Linked DNA regions of Zea mays: all the other regions are linked to region 3. Evidence: chromatin contacts called from public Hi-C data. All regions are on one chromosome and are shown on one strand. The core of a region is the stretch at or near the end of the contact, and the rest is flanking DNA. Distances in the headings are between cores, read along the strand shown. Region 1 holds the start of LOC100284602 (ubiquitin-protein ligase/ zinc ion binding protein). Region 2 holds the start of LOC100192950 (Actin-interacting protein 1-2). Region 3 has its middle 48 kb from the start of LOC103649862.

What was found. Hi-C and Micro-C count contacts between places; a contact is called where the count stands out from the background.
Region 1: a contact with region 3 is called in a Hi-C map of leaf, with 8 times the contacts expected there. The contact joins the promoter of LOC100284602 here to the enhancer-like site in region 3. A contact is called at or near these places in 3 of 25 Hi-C or Micro-C datasets (leaf and tassel).
Region 2: a contact with region 3 is called in a Hi-C map of leaf, with 5 times the contacts expected there. The contact joins the promoter of LOC100192950 here to the enhancer-like site in region 3. A contact is called at or near these places in 5 of 25 Hi-C or Micro-C datasets (bundle sheath, ear, leaf and 1 more).

The regions. Positions count from the first base shown.
Region 1 is chr3:25,195,967-25,199,004 of Zm-B73-REFERENCE-NAM-5.0, forward strand. LOC100284602 (ubiquitin-protein ligase/ zinc ion binding protein) reads right to left here and starts at 1,294. Exons shown (of 2, transcript NM_001157497.2): 1 at 908-1,294; 2 at 1-818. The coding sequence starts at 1,093. The coding sequence ends at 147.
Region 2 is chr3:24,813,921-24,817,081 of Zm-B73-REFERENCE-NAM-5.0, forward strand. It overlaps LOC100192950 (Actin-interacting protein 1-2), which reads right to left and starts at 1,781. Exons shown (of 6, transcript NM_001138128.2): 1 at 1,350-1,781; 2 at 445-606. The coding sequence starts at 1,741.
Region 3 is chr3:24,974,300-24,977,586 of Zm-B73-REFERENCE-NAM-5.0, forward strand. No RefSeq gene overlaps it. Among protein-coding and RNA genes, the nearest start is that of LOC103649862, 48 kb to the left of the region's middle. Within about 2 kb of position 1,827, at least 16 of the 20 cell types and tissues checked have an H3K27ac peak or open chromatin away from gene starts, as enhancers often do. A contact at or near this core is called in bundle sheath, ear, leaf and 1 more, where this site is marked.

The DNA of each region.
Region 1 (3,038 bases), core at 44-2,543, 220 kb after region 3:
CGTTGTTGCGATTAACAAAAGTACTAGCATCAGCACGTAGAGTGCATAAACAACCACTGAACCAGGGTAAGTACCAACGAGACGAACGAACGGTTGACCAGTAGGAATCAACCTATCCACACCACACCAGCTAGCACGAGGCGACGTCAGACGTAAATTCTGACGGTGACGGAAATCGAGCCGGCGGAGCCCCAGTATGCATCCGGCACGAAGAGAAACCCTTTGGCCTGGAACCCATCGAGCCGCCGGGCGAACGGTATGGTGCCAGACGCCGACAGCGTGAGCGCTCCCGGCGCACCGCCGCTCACCTCCATCTTATACTTCAGCTCCACCTCCACGCCATCCTGGAAGCGCGGGCCAAGGCAGAGCAGGGACAGCGAGCGCCCCTGTAGCAAATCGTGGCCGTTGAGCAGCAGGAACACGCGCTCCGTGTTGCGCTGCAGCAGGACGCGGAACGGCTCGTCCTTGCGCACGGTCGCCACCGCCTTGCCGTAGATAAAGACGACGGAGGCGAGGCCGTCGTCGTCGTGGCCGTGGTCCTGTGCGACGTGGTAGCCGAGCCGCAGGCCGCTATAGGCGCAGCCGTGGACGGGGCACTTGTACGGCGCGCGCTGGCATGTCTCCTCGTGGGTCACCTTCTCCAGGTAGCTGATGACGTCGTAGCAGCCGTTGCTCTTGAACATGCAGGAGGTGGTCGCCGCCGCCAGGAGCTTCTCGAGCGGACGGCAACGTATGTCGCCAATGCGCTCGGAGCAGGTCCAGCACTTACCGTTCGTGCGGATGCAGCATTTTGCACATACAGAATGTCCGTTCTTGCACTGATTTTACACAGAGCAGAGCATCATGTTGGAGCGAGCCTACCGATCAATATGTACTGTATATATACATGTATTGTAATCTGACTTACCATAAAAACTTCGGACTGGAAGGGTAGGCAGCAGATGTCACACTCCAGTGCGTCCTTCTCCACGGATAGTGTCACAGTCGCCTCTTCCTCATCTTCCAACCCTGCCTCTTCCTCATCCTCCAACACCACCTTGGCCTTCTTTCGAGTGCGGCCGGCAGAGGAGGCCGTGGTCTTTTTCCCGGTCATTTATCACCTAGAACGCAAGGTAAATAAAAACAGAGAGGACTATTCGACTAATATATATCAAGCAGTAAGAAACTAGCATCTTTAAAGAACATGGTGTGTTTTAAAGAACATGGTGTGTAATGTACATATACTTGAGAAAGAACTTGGAAAGGTGTTTACCAGATCTGATACTTGTGAACTTGGCACCAACGGTGAAGAGAGACGAAGCCAAATGGTGAAGAGAGACGAAGCCAGCAGACGACGTAGGAGTTAATTTATAGTGGGAGTGAAGACGAAGATACGCGAAGCCAGGAGACGACAAAAAATTTAAACACTGCAATTTAATGCTACCACTGAGTAAAGTAGCCGAGGAGGCCGCAGGCCTGCCCGTCAGCCGTTTCCCACCGCACCGCAGGCCTAGCTAGCTACCCGCCGAGAGGACTTGCATGTCGCATCACCTGGACACTTGCACTGCACCTGTGCACTGACAGTAGTACTTCACCCGGCACCTACAGCTGCTCTCGCATCACTGTACTCATCTGTCAGCCTCTCACTGTTCTCTGCAGGGAAAATAAAAAAAACTCGGCCTTCTCCGGCAATTATATTAAGGGCTAGTCGGAGAAACTTAATTTTTTAAAGGATTTCAATTTTTTATGTGACAATTAACTAATTTTTCTTGTAAAAATATAAATCCGTTGGGAAATTGGGGCTCCTAAACTAGCTCTAAAATATAGTTTCGGTCGACAAAATTTCCGAAATCTGGCTTTATTAGTAGCGAGCCGTTATCGTACACTCTACATCGATCTAGCCCTGACGCGTAAGACGTAACTTAAGAGCACCTGACGCATAAGACGTAATTTAAGAGCAGGTGGGACACAATAAACAAACTTTTTTAACTAAGTCAGAAATTCGTCCTGAGAAAGATCGAACTATAATATACAAGTATTTTAATTGATGCATATTTTTATGAATATCTTGTTATTTATTCAAGCCATGTGACCGACTCCAATAGAGGCCATATAAATCGAGCAGTCATTCAAGCCTTTAGCTAGCGTCTCTGGTTTGCTTGTCCAGGCATATGACACATGCTGTCAACGGTACAGGTAAAAAGGCAGCGATAGTATAGTCCAATAAATGAAGCAGATAGTGAGGTCATATTCTCAGACACAGAAAAAGGAAATGGTTGTCAGCCACAGTACAAGCTATTATGGTTTTCCTCTCTCTTTTCATCCTTTTTACCTCACTCGTTTGTCTGCCCTGTTAGAAGGTGTTTTGTACTGCTATAGTAGCTTATTTTTAGCTTTCCCTGTCTATTTAGCTGCTCTGTTGGAGTCAGTCTGACATGGTGCTGAATTTCAATAACTCAATGTATGACTTTTTTTAAAATTATTTGAGCATATGTATCTTTTGAGATATTGTATACGCTTTATCATGGATAGACTAGAGAGAATTCATCTCTTTAATATTTGCCTCTTTAGATGATAATGCAATGTATCACTTATGCACATGATTTATTTTGAAGACTATATTCGATAATCTTTATTAAATAATGCAAGACCATGAATCAATATATTTTATCGTTTATGGATATACTTAGTATATGATGCGACATTTTATTTAGGTCGAGGCCGAGATATCTGTCTTGGAAAGATATATTGCGGCGCCACACTAAACCGTGGTGTGCACAATTAATTTATTTTATTAAGATCATCATATATGCTCATGACGTGATATTTGCCCATGACTTATGTATACGGCGCCATTTGATTTAGTTTAATTTAATGACTTAGTTTGATATGACTTTTTATGGATGCAGTCTAACTAAGTGCAAGATTTAAGTTCTCAAGATGAAGGGTTGATATTGGGCATAGTTAAGTTGTTTGTCCAAATTAATTGGAAGAAATGACGATTGATGAATGCAACCAAGCATATTTTAATTAGCTAAGTCTACTCTAATACTTATTAT
Region 2 (3,161 bases), core at 531-3,030, 160 kb before region 3:
CTGATAGATGACATTCCTTGTTAACATGGCTACATCACTGATACAAGGGTAAGATTTTAATCACATACTTGTAATAAATGTAGTATAGTAATCCACATCAGATGTGTATATCTAGCCCATTGGCAAAAGGTATGCGAGATCGTAACAAAACAACTATGGAAGATGGGCTAGCCATACACTGTTAGAGCATGTACAGGTGTACAACCCTGAGCCATTGATCGGTTTCCAAGTATAAGAGATAACTAAGAGACCGCATGATACAACCCTGAACCCCTAGATAAAAAATGTAGTTAAGAGATAATATGTGTAGAAAGTCGAGTAGAGACGGGCTCTTAGCGAAGAGCCTGTCTCTTGTACTTTTATCAGTTAACCCCTAAAGACGTCTTAAGGGACCCTATATTAAATAGGGTTGTACATGCCCTAGGTAGGCCTCGAAACCAGCACCTTATGGAATGCTTAAATTTGAATGGTGGTCCTTCATAGAAGTTAGCCAGAAAATCTTCACCACATGTCACAATGCGAAATGGACGTGTTGGTTTGAAGTCACAGCTCAGAACCCTCTTTGAGTGCCCATCAAATTCACCAACAGTGCTGCCAGAGTCCCACCTACATAATGCAAAGAACTCAAATAAGTATATAAAGAAGTGAAAACACAAACAACAAAATCATTATGGTCCTCGCCTGTTTCTATGAGAGGATGATCTTTCTTCAATTATGCATTACTTATTATTATATGAAACTAAATGGCAACCAAATAATCATCATTCAAACAAATAACAGTACATGTATAGTCGAACCTAATGACAATTGATGGTAACGCTTAATCTGAAATAAGAACATATGGGAGTTTTAAGGACTGGCATGTTTGGTTTGTCTTCAGGCAAACCTGCCTGGACCAGGCAGCTCTCCTATGCGTTGGATTTCCAGCGCCAGGGCTGAGATGCATGCCTGGGTCCGAGATGCATGTCTGGGCCCTGGAGCAGGGGGTTGTCCTTGAGGGCACCAATCAAAATCGTCCCAATTTCAACAAATACTCATCCAATTCACAGAAGCTTGAACAATCCATGTGTGATGGGGACAACCGACAAGGGATATTCCGTCATCCCCATTGCAAAGCACTTCATACTTCATAGCATACATCCCTTGAACGGCCTTGTATAGCCAGATCAACAGTCAGCGGCTAACCCCAGTTTGAACCGCCGAATCGTAGCATTTCCTGTGCTCTCTCCCGAATCCCGATCACGGCCATCCCACAAAAAGGTGGTACCGTTGCCTTTCCCCTAACCTCCGAATCCTTCAAATGCGATCGAGATGGAAGGGAGGGAAGAGCATGTAAAATTTGTACTCACACAAATGCGCGGACGAAGGACTTGCCCTTGCCGTCCCCAGAGACGACGATGCGTAGGCCGTCGGGGGACCAGCGGAGGTCGTCGACGCGTCCCGAGAGGGGCCGAAACTCGGCCTTGAGAGCGCGGTCACCGTAGCGGCCCCAGACGCGGACGCAGCCGGAGGCGTCGGCGGAGGCGACCCACTCGCCGTTGGGGGAGAAGCGGGCGACGGTCGTGGGGTAGGCGTGGTCGGGGTAGGCCCAAGCGTCGAGAGGCGCATCGAGGCGGCGGATGATAACGCTGCGGCCGGTGCAGTAGGCGATCGTGTCTGTCTTGGGGTCCCCGGCCAGGAGGATTCCACGGCCGCGTTCCGTGGCCGGCGAGCACGCGTACGTCTCCACCAGCTGCGCCATTTTTCTTTTTTCCTTGCTTCGCGTGATCTGAGCTCGCGAGAGGGAAGGGAATGGTGGAGTTATTTTTTTTTCTTCCTTTTTTCCCTAATGTGGGAACGTGAGAGACAATCGTATATTTGATACTTCAAACGTATCACTTCGCGATAATATATCTCAAATATTTTTTTTCGCAAAGACACAACTACAAATATCTTCTAATTGATTAAATTGTCATTTATCGTAGTTTTTCTCCATCTTCTAATTGATTAAATTGTCATTTATTGTAGTTTTTCCCTTTCTAATTGCTTTCCATGTAGTTTTGTGCCCGAGAAGACACATTTATCCTTCTACATGTTCTCTATCACGTTTAAACCATGTGTGGTTTCAATTATGCGGTGGGATTGAATGAATCTATCTCATGTCACTTAAACCATATGTGGTTTTAATTACAGTTCTGACTTAATGCATGACTTATTTTTTATTGTTCGATTACAGCACTTGTATAAACCCAACAACTTGTTAAACACACACAAGTTCCAAAATTGATAAATCGCATTATCAATACGCACCATTTTTATCCCGTTCATGTTGCACTTGTGCCATGCACATGAAGAAGAACGTTTTTATCCAGCACATAAACAAGTACGGTTTTATCACATGTCTGGATGCAAGTTGAAAGTGATAAACTAAAACAGTTCATACTATCAGGTTCCATTTGCTCAAAGTTTCCATTTCGTTTCTCGGCCACCAACACCACTTCCTTGTCCTGCATGCAAGTGTTTGTGTTCAAATTATAACTAGTAATAGAAGATGAGTTCTTTATCCTTTGATCAAAATTCATGCAAGCCAAATAGAAGAACTGTGTGTAGGTAAAATAGAAGATGAAAGGACCCTGACATAGATTGATAATTTCTTCCTTGGTAGTGCCAGAGTTCAATGGATTTTGTTTTCTTTCCAAGTATAGCACAAAGAGTCTAGCTACCTTCCAGTTCTGTATTTTTTTGAATTGTTACCTTCACTCATCTATCATTGTATGAGATGGATAAATCTAGAGTTGATTAACTGTTTCATGTCATGTACAAACTGAACTATTGAAGACTGAAAACACAGTGCATACCTAGATAGTCCAAGCTATCTAGTAACACAGATCAACACATATTTATGCAAAACATCATAAAGAAGTGTAGAAGAAAATTAGCCTACAACGAGTCAGAAATGTTTCAAAGGTTAAGTGGTCATATATTCATTATTTGTAGAGACATTAAGAAAATAAAATTAGATGCATTGTTTTAGGCGACAATAGAAATGATTGTGCGCAAGTGTGGTGGCCTAATCAACGAGTTTGTCCCCTCTGCCATCATGCAAATGAAACATAAAAGTAAATGACAACTAAAAAATATATAACAACTTAACTAGAGAAGGCTCGGCTTAATTTTTTCTC
Region 3 (3,287 bases), core at 577-3,076:
AAAAAAGTTTGACTTGTTTGAGTTTTTAACACATCCAATACCACTCAATCCACATAGATTTAGTGCTAACCGAACAAGCCTACCAGAGAAGCGACGATTGAAGTAATGACTTGATCGCCCAGCCAAGTACTACGTACTACCGGGGTGTACCGGCCAACCGCAGCCTTTTGTTTTGCCTATATATGCACGCAGGTCTTTTCAGCAGCGTACGACGTGCTCAGGAGTACTACACACAGATATAATGTAACGTCGTCCTCAGAAGATCCTCAGGATTACGTTATCTTGCTAGCGCACGCACGCGACGCGCGTTGGATGGAGCGGTCAGGGTCAGGGGAGCACGTAGTGGTACTGGTACCGTACTAGCTTAGCTTGCTCTCATAGCAGCAAGCACGGCGAGCAGAGGATAATTCATACTAGTATAATACGATACGACGGCGACATGCGTACGCACGTCGCACGCAACAGTTCTGCATTCCTTCTCGCCCCGTATCCACGACGACGACGACGAGACGAATGGGGGTACGTAGCTACGTATACGTGGCCGTATCCACGACACGAGACAGTGAGTGACAACGCCCGCCCTTTGAGGCCCTGCCCTACCCTGCCCTGACCGTGTTGCGTACTACAGGCACGCAGAGTCTCCGCCCTTTGCGCCGACAGGTACTCTCTCCTACTAGTACTACTACTGTGACGTGGTTCGGTACGATACTGTAGTCAGGTAGTAAGGTCCGTAGGTAGGTAGGTGGCTAGTAGCAAGTAGTACTGTAGTAGAGACTAGACCTTTTGTAAACTTTTGCTGCTTTCCAGTCCTCTCCCCTCCTCCAGTCCTCCTGCCTCCTTTCGGTTCGCCATTGGCCGGCCGGCCCTGCGTCATGATGCGGTCAAATCCAACTATGCACAGGGGGGCCAAGGCAAGGAGGGAGCAAGCATGCAGCAGCACTGGCGGGCGCTGCGCCAGCGCCATGCATGGCCGGCCTGCCTCGCCCGCCTTCGGGCCTTGCCACCGGAAAAGCCTAGCCTAGCTACCACCGCGGGAGTGCGCGCCGGGATGCTGGGGGGTGCAGTGCATGCATGCGTGCTTTTGGGCGACATCATGCTAGCTGCCAGCGAGCTGGCCTGGGGGAGCAGGGGAGGCCGCCGGCCACGGGATTGGGAGAGGAGAGGAGGGAGCGTGGGTTGCAGCAATGCATGCCAGGTGGGTGGGTGGGTGCCGTTAAAAGCCGGGCGCGTCAGCCTTTAGTATATGCGAGGTTCATCATCGCCGGCGCCCGGTGCCCATGGCGCTCGGTCGGGAGTCGGCACCGCGGAAGCAGCACTCTGATCGAGACCGTCCGGAGAAAAAAAAAATAGCGCCCCTTACATCTTCGTCAACACAACTCGATCTTATCCCTTTCTCTATCATTTTCATCTGCTCATTTCACTGAAGCCATGTCTCTCAGCGCGCCGATAGCACGCTGCAGGCAAGAGTGGGTGGTGGCGATGACGTGTTGCAGCAATGGCAGGCGGCCGGACCAGCGCGTCGAGGTCTTTTTTGCAGGGTTTTTTTTTTGTCTACGGCTCTACGCAGTGCTTGAACTGCGATGAGCTCTCTCGAGCGACGTGATTATCCTCGATCCAGCGCGAAGGAACGAAAAAAAATCAGCATGAATGTTAGATTTCCTACGTCTTTCATTACGTTTTTTTTTCTTGCGATCAAAAGGAGCGAACAGTTGCCAAAATCCTTAGGATCTCGAACCCCTATGTTTTTGCCACTGGTCTGGTCCTGGCAAACGGTTCCGAGAAGCGCAGCCCAAGCTGAAACTGTTTTGCGGGCAAATTAGCAGCCAGCCCACCGACGACTGACCAGATGGTCTGTTCATGACGGTCCAGCTTGAGAGCCCACGGCCCACCGACGTGGAGCACAACTCAAGCTCAAGCATATTAGCCAACGGCCAACCCACAGATTGGTTGCCTGTTCTCTCCTTTTATTTTATTTTAATTAAGCCTAGTTTGTCAACACAATTTTTTTCAAAGGATTCTCATTTTTTTTTCAAAGTAAATTAGTTCATTTTCCCTTTTAAAAATGAGAACCTCTTAAGAAAATAGAGTTACCAAACTAGCTCTTAGATGGAAAGAGGATTGCTATATGCACCCAAAAAAAAGTTTAAACTACACATCAAATACTAAGATTGTATTTTGAACACAAGATTTGTGAAAGGTTAGTAGCAGAGAAAAAAATAGTTCTCTGTCCATGAAAAGACCGTGGAATCAAAATGGAAAAAATTGCACAACAAAGTTGGTTGTGTTATACAAAATTAATATCTTCTGGCAGCTCAGAGGTGATATGACGTGCCGTAATTCGTGTGGTGAAATACCGGATACGAATGGATGGCAAAAGTTCATGTTGTCTTTGCTCGTTCGATCTTTCTCATTTTCCGAAGTTTGCGTGCTTCACCATGTATTTTCTCGGTCGAACAATCTCCAGATACGCGCACTGTATGCGCAAGTCGCGGTGGAAGTTCCCTAACGACCGTTCGTCCGACCGAAGTCGTGCGGTGCAGATTGGGCGAGGATCAAGTTTGTGCGTGCAGGCTTGTCGTCCTTGTTAGGCATGCGCGAGGGCTGAATGGCTGCATGCACGATGCATGGCGGAGGCCAGGGTTCTAATGACCGGACCGGAGGAGGCTCAAAGCGGAAGAGAGGCGGCGGAGATGAGATTGTTAAGAACTACGTTACCACGGATCACTAGATCCGCTCCCTTCTCTCCCGTCAGCAGTATAGGCGCAAGAAGATGTAGAGAACTCGTCTCCCTTCCCATAAGCACGACAGAGGAAACACACGAGACACTGGATATAAGGTTGGACCTCTGGTCTCCTTCTGATCTCTGTATTATGAGGGGGTGTACAGATTCCTTATATAGGGATGTGAGACCCCTCAGGGACAAAACATGTATTTGCCCACATAACCATAACTAGTGTTACTTAACACTCCCCCTTGGGCGAATAACGCGACCAACACATGCCTCGTTAAAACTCCGAAAAACCCAGTGGGAAAAATATGGAGAAAGAGTGCATGGTGATACAAATTGCATTTGCACTTTGTTGCCTCGTTAAAAACCTCATGTGAGAAACTTCAAGAAAACTCACCAAGGGAAAAAGAGTACAACAACTGTCATCGAGACAGATTTCGATCCTTTGGGATCTAGATTCTATCGAATCTTCTACAAGGGCTAACTTTAGAAATGTGCTCCCCCTGATCCTTGCAAAACCGTATCAATAAGGCAAAACATCTTCTTCTAGAAGTATATG